Regions from separate parts of the Mus musculus genome. Here region 1 is linked to region 2. A link is a contact called in public HiChIP or PLAC-seq data. All regions are on one chromosome and are shown on one strand. The core of a region is the stretch at or near the end of the contact, and the rest is flanking DNA. Distances in the headings are between cores, read along the strand shown. Region 1 overlaps Gm15232 (predicted gene 15232). Region 2 has its middle 30 kb from the start of Gm30354.

Region 1 (2,923 bases), core at 104-2,603, 180 kb before region 2:
AAGTAAAGTAAAACCAAAATGGTCAACTTCTATCTAAATATAGTTCGCCCCCAAGGCAGGGCAAGCAAATAAACAGTAGTCTGAACCATGTGTGCCTTCCATAAAGGGACCTGAAACCAGAAGCTATAGAATCCTATGAGACAAGCAGAAAATTATTTTCTTTACTCTAAAATATTTAAGTCATTCATAATTAACACAAAATATTAGATAAGAAGAGAAATGGACTATCAATAAATAAAATCTCTTAAAAGTATCTTCTAGAAACTACTAATAGCAATATAACCTATGTAGATGATCTACTTATGTTAAAAAAAATGGGAACAAAGCTGTGTGTGGTTTCTGGGGAAACTGAGGCAAGTGGATTGTCCATGAATTTGAGGTCAGCTTATGATTATGTGTTTCATACTGTCCTGGGCTACAGAGAGCTGGTCTCATTAACATAAAAGTAAAATAATTATATTATATGTGTTGTCCTGGAATACTGAAACTTGTTCTTTTAATTCAGTTTGGAGGTGTGTTGGAGGGTTCTTTTTGGCATCTGTCCATCTGTTGGAGACAAAGTTTCTCATTGGCCGGAAACCTCACCACAAAGGTTAGTCTGGCTGCCTCAAGAGACTCAGTGTTACTGCACTCAATTTTTAAAAATATTTTTATTAATTTATTTTTATTATTTTATTAATCACTGCACTCAATTTTAGCAATATTTTTATTAATTGAGAATTTCATATATGTATTTTGATCACATTCCCCTCCAATTCTTAGCCATTTTTCTAACATGGGTTCTAAGGACTGAACTCTTAGGACCTCGTGTTTGCAAGGAAAGTACTTTTTACTGTTAGCTCTCCTGCTCCCCCGGAGCCTAAGCTCATAACACTTGCAATATTGCTTTTCACCTCATCCCCTTTGGTTGCACAGCTAGGTTATTTGTAGTACTTCGTTGTTTTAGCAGAACAGGTTAATTTAAACTTCTATCGTATCAAAAGGGTGGGGATAGAAAGGAGAGGCAGAAGGGTCATTGAAGATGGTTGATCTTTCAGGAAGAGAATTATAGCCGGGCATAGCTGTTTATTCTTATGACAGAAGTTAGGGAAGTCCATACAATCCCTACAGAGAGGGACTTTTCAGATGTTTGCAGAAGGCATATTTGCAGTGCTATAGGAGGGAGGAGGAGATGCAATGACTGCATGAATTGTCATAGTAGATAAAAGCTCCATGGTAGAAAAGAGTAGCTTAGTAATATAAATGCTGAGTAAAATTTCTACAGTCTGAACTTTGATCTACTGTGGACAACAACTTGAAGTCAAGGAAGTGAGCAGTAACTCACCCAGGGGATTGGGTGTGGTGGGAAATAGAGCAAAGGATGACTCACAAGATCAGCAGACAGAACAGGGCCAGTGGCGAGGAGGGAGGAGCCCTCAAGCAGAGCAGAGCAAGGCAGTCAGTCAGTGGCTCTTTGCTCTAGAGCCTAGGCACCACACTGACTGTGAACACAGGATCTCCTTTCCTTATGTCTGTATACCATTGTTATTGTGTAAGACATTATCCAATTCCTATCCTTTCACTGTACAAAACATTTAAAGTTGATCAGCCATGGTAGCTAATGCATGTAGTTAGAGCTGACGTGGGAGGATTATTGGAAGTTTAATACCAGACTAAGCTGTATAGTGAGTTTAAGGCTAGCCTGTGCTACACAGTGAGACCCCCATCTCAAAACCAAAAGAAGAAAATGAAGGAAGAGGAGGTAAATGAAAATCATCCATTACCTCCAGCTCTCTTAGTATGAATTCGTTCAAGAGTTTGCTCTTTCTACATAATTTGATTGCTTTTATTCTAATCTGTATTTGCTTAATTTTGTGACCAGGGTCTCATGCAGCATGCACTGCCACGCCAGCTCTACTTAATGTTGAAACAATGTTGGGATGGCTTCATATGTGCTGTTTTGTTGTCTAACTGTCTCCACCCAGTGATATGAATTCTTATACTGACATTTCAATTATTGAAAATATAAAAATGGGCCTAGGCAATAGCTCAGTTGCTAGAGTGCTTGTGTTGCATACAGGAGACTCTGGACTCAACCCCCAGGATAGAATACATGAGAGTGATGGGACATATGTATAATCCCGGATCTTGATAGGTCAAGGAGGATCTGGAGTTTAAAATGTTGCATCAAGATGCTGTTGGTGATGGTCAATATCAATTGCCAAATTGACACCTGGGAGACAGGCCTCTGAGCACACCTGTGAGGGGCTGTGTAGATTACTATTAATATCACAGAATGCCTCTTAGAAATTCTCTTACACAAATTAACCAATGTAAGAAGACCTATTTTAACTGCTGAAAGGTCTGTTGCATGGACAGGGGCCCTGGACTGTATAAAATGGAGCCATTAAGTGGAACAGCATGTGTTCGTGACTCTCTCCTTTCCAGTTATGAACGTGATGGGGCCAGCTGATTTAAGCTCCTACCACTTTGGCTTCTCAATCATGATGTACGATAACCTGGAATTGTGAACCTAATAATCCCTTTCTCCTTTACGTTGGTCTGATAAGGTATTTTATCATAGCAACAGAAAGGAAACAAAGCTATTCTCCTAGTAGAGGGGATGGGCCACATCTTATATCCTATTTAGTATCTTCCTTAAAGTGCTATGATCCTAGCCTGAAGCAACCCTGAGGTAAGGAATTGCTAGTAAGGCCAGATTCCTAAGTTATGACCTCATATCTTACTTTTATGAAAGTGCTAAACGCAGAGACTCGTGAGCTTTAATCTCAGAGACCTCTCACCTGTAACTTATTTAAAAGTAAAGAATTAGTATTGTTGATTGATCTCCTAACCCAACTTCAAATGGTGGGCTGCAAGAGTCATGAATATTTCACCTAAAATCTGTCTCAGTACATCTCTAGCTATCAAACCTTGAAGGAAT
Region 2 (2,700 bases), core at 38-2,537:
CTTGAACTCTTTACAGGAAACAGAGTTATAACCAGAGCTCAATTTCTAAGAAAAAGAAAACACAGAACAAGGGAAAAAATAGTCTTGTCTAAACTATGATGGCTGGATTATTAGGTCTCCTGAGATTCAGTTTTTCTAAAAGAAATATTTTTGTTCTTCTCCTCATACCATACACTAAGCCTCACAAAAAGATAAACACAGTCTGAACTTTTGAGTTTAAAATTTTCCAGTAATAGGAATCTGGCAAATACAGTGTTGGATGAAAGAAGCCAGATCCAAATGTAATACTTTATGATTTTATTTCTATAAAGTATGAAAATCCAAACAAACTAATCTGTGCTGTTGGGAGGCAGACTTATGGCGACCCTTCATGGTGTAGAGTGGCAAAAGGATGTCAGGAAGAGGTCAAAGACAACTTCTACTATGTACATACAAAGGACGCCTCTAGAGTCTATATGCAAAGAGAGTCTCAGCATACATACAAAGAACACAGCTACAAAGGGAGCCAAACAGTAGGGTCAAAACACTTCAGTTCCTACAACCAATTTTTCCTTTACACAAATATGATCATTTCATAGAAATTTAAATAACTTCTAAGTACACATACAAAAGATCAGGGCTTCCTGACATGTTCATGTCTGATGGCTGTGCAGAACTGGCTCCACCCCTCACCTGGGCATCCTGGGACAGCTGGTCCTGGTGGTATGAAAGCATTAGAGCTGACCCTGCCCCTAGCCAGCTGGAGTATATGGGAACAGGAGAGTGAGCCCCTGCATGCTGCTGGAGCTGCGCATGAGTGACTCCCCAGACATGAGTCTGGGAGACCTGGCCATATCACTTGTCTCTTGTGAGGTGGCATGAACAAGGTAGAAATTTCCCCCCCCCCCTGTTGCCCTTCACCATCTGTGGCAGGAGGGAGACCTCAGTCTTGTGGCCATGAGATTGGAGAAGTGAACCTGACTATCACCAGCTGCAGCACTTGGGAAAATGGGCCCTACACCTCATCTGGGCAGCATAGTAGAGTTGAACCTGCTGGTGGGACACAGTTAATCTGGCCCCTGTAGACGTGAGCATGGGGGAGCTGGTCTCCCCTCTTGTCTGCCATGTGGTGACAAGGACAAGGGAGAGATGCCCTACTCATCTGTTGCCACCCACAGCAGTCAGGAAATGTGGCCCCAGGTCATGAAAGCAGGAAAGCTGGCCCTGCCTCTTACCTGCTACAGCACTTGGGAGAACAACCACTTCAGCTGACCTTGGCAGAAGCATCTCTGTCTCTTGTCTTCTGTGCAGTAGCATCAGTGAAGAAGAAAACTCCTCACTTCCTGTTGCCCTCAACATCATGAGCTGGTGGGAGAGCTGACCCAAATGGGGGTCAAGAGAGAAGGAGACCTGTCCCTGCCCATCACCTGTTGTAGCACAGGTGAGCCAGCCCCAAATATTAATGTAGGAGAGCTAACCCTGCCTCTTGTCTACTGTGTGGCAGTTTGGGAGAAGGAGGGATGCTCTCCTGACCCTTGCCCCTTGCTGCCATGACAGCAGGAGAAGATGACCCTGATCCTCACCTGCTGCAGTACTCAGGAGAGCAGGCCCTGCTACTTGGGTAGCACAGTAGAGCTGGCCCTAGATCTGTGGGTTGCAGGTGAGCTGTCCCAAGCACAAGAGAGCTAGCCCTGCCTCTTTTCTGCTGGGCTGTGGTGCTGAGAAGGGAGAAATGCCCTTCTCCCCGCCCTTGTTCCTCACCATCAATGGCAGGTGGGAGAGCTGGTTCCATGGTCATGAGAGTAAGAGAACTGGCCATGTGTCCCTCACCAGCTGCAAGACTCAGGAGAGTGGGCCCTGAATCTTGCCTGGGAAGCATAGTAGAGATGTCCCTGGTTGTGGGTTTGTTGGTGAGCCAGCCCTGAGGCCATGAAAGTGGGAAAGCCAGCAGGCTGATCTTTGAAACTTCTCAAGCCTAGAAACAAGGATTTTAATTGGCCTACCCCAACAGCTACCCCATCAATGAATTGCTGGGATACATGAAGGGTCTGGTCCTGCAGATCCAAAACTACAGGATCTTTTTGACACAGGCACCAACAGGGTATCTGCGAGGAGTCCCAGTGAAGTTCCTGTATTGATAGTGTAGCAGAAGCCAGATGCCTCATACCAAGATGAATCATTGCAATGAACATTGAAAGCAAAGAAAGGTGGACAAAAGGGTATACTGTGTGACATACTATGACACATTACAGTTTCCACAATGAGATTGTTCTCTGTTGTGGGGAGGTTGCAAGGGTGGAGGGAGGGTATGAGAGGAAGAGGTGATGAGTGGGGTTAGTTGAATAATGTGAAATTCACATCAATAAGAAGTTTAAAACGGAAATAAAGACATAAATGATTTTGGATAAATATGGTAAAAGCAGTGCTCATTGCTGCATGAAATATTTCTGAGGAGATAAAAACTAAACTCTATTCATACCTACATTAGACACCAACAGAGGACAAAAAACAGCAATTCCACTCAAGTTCACCTTGGTGGACCAATGAGGCCTACTTTAGGGACACACGTGAAGGTTTACTCACAAGCATGTGGGTAAAGATTGGCATCACCAAAACCTCACCACCGTACTAGTGGCAACCTCCCCAAACTGCAGAGATGGTGTTCTCCTTTAACTGACTCTTCCTCACGGAATATTTTTTGACACCCTGAAACTGTGAGTA

Evidence for each region. HiChIP or PLAC-seq counts read pairs in DNA pulled down with a chosen protein or histone mark.
Region 1: a BATF HiChIP or PLAC-seq map of CD8 T cells shows a contact between it and region 2, with 10 read pairs. The contact joins two enhancer-like sites. A contact is called at or near these places in 1 of 15 datasets of contacts at CTCF or cohesin (pro-B cells), 2 of 484 Hi-C or Micro-C datasets (embryonic fibroblasts and nephron progenitors) and 2 of 115 datasets of contacts at active chromatin or transcription factors (CD8 T cells and large pre-B cells).

Annotation. Positions count from the first base shown.
Region 1 is chrX:167,090,496-167,093,418 of GRCm38.p6, reverse strand. Gm15232 (predicted gene 15232) reads left to right here. Exons shown (of 4, transcript NR_168066.1): 3 at 506-592. Among named protein-coding and RNA genes, the nearest start is that of Gm15232, 10 kb to the left of the region's middle. Within about 2 kb of position 1,353, at least 164 of the 459 cell types and tissues checked have an H3K27ac peak or open chromatin away from gene starts, as enhancers often do. A contact at or near this core is called in CD8 T cells, where this site is marked.
Region 2 is chrX:166,913,233-166,915,932 of GRCm38.p6, reverse strand. No RefSeq gene overlaps it. Among named protein-coding and RNA genes, the nearest start is that of Gm30354, 30 kb to the right of the region's middle. Within about 2 kb of position 1,287, at least 9 of the 459 cell types and tissues checked have an H3K27ac peak or open chromatin away from gene starts, as enhancers often do. A contact at or near this core is called in CD8 T cells, where this site is marked.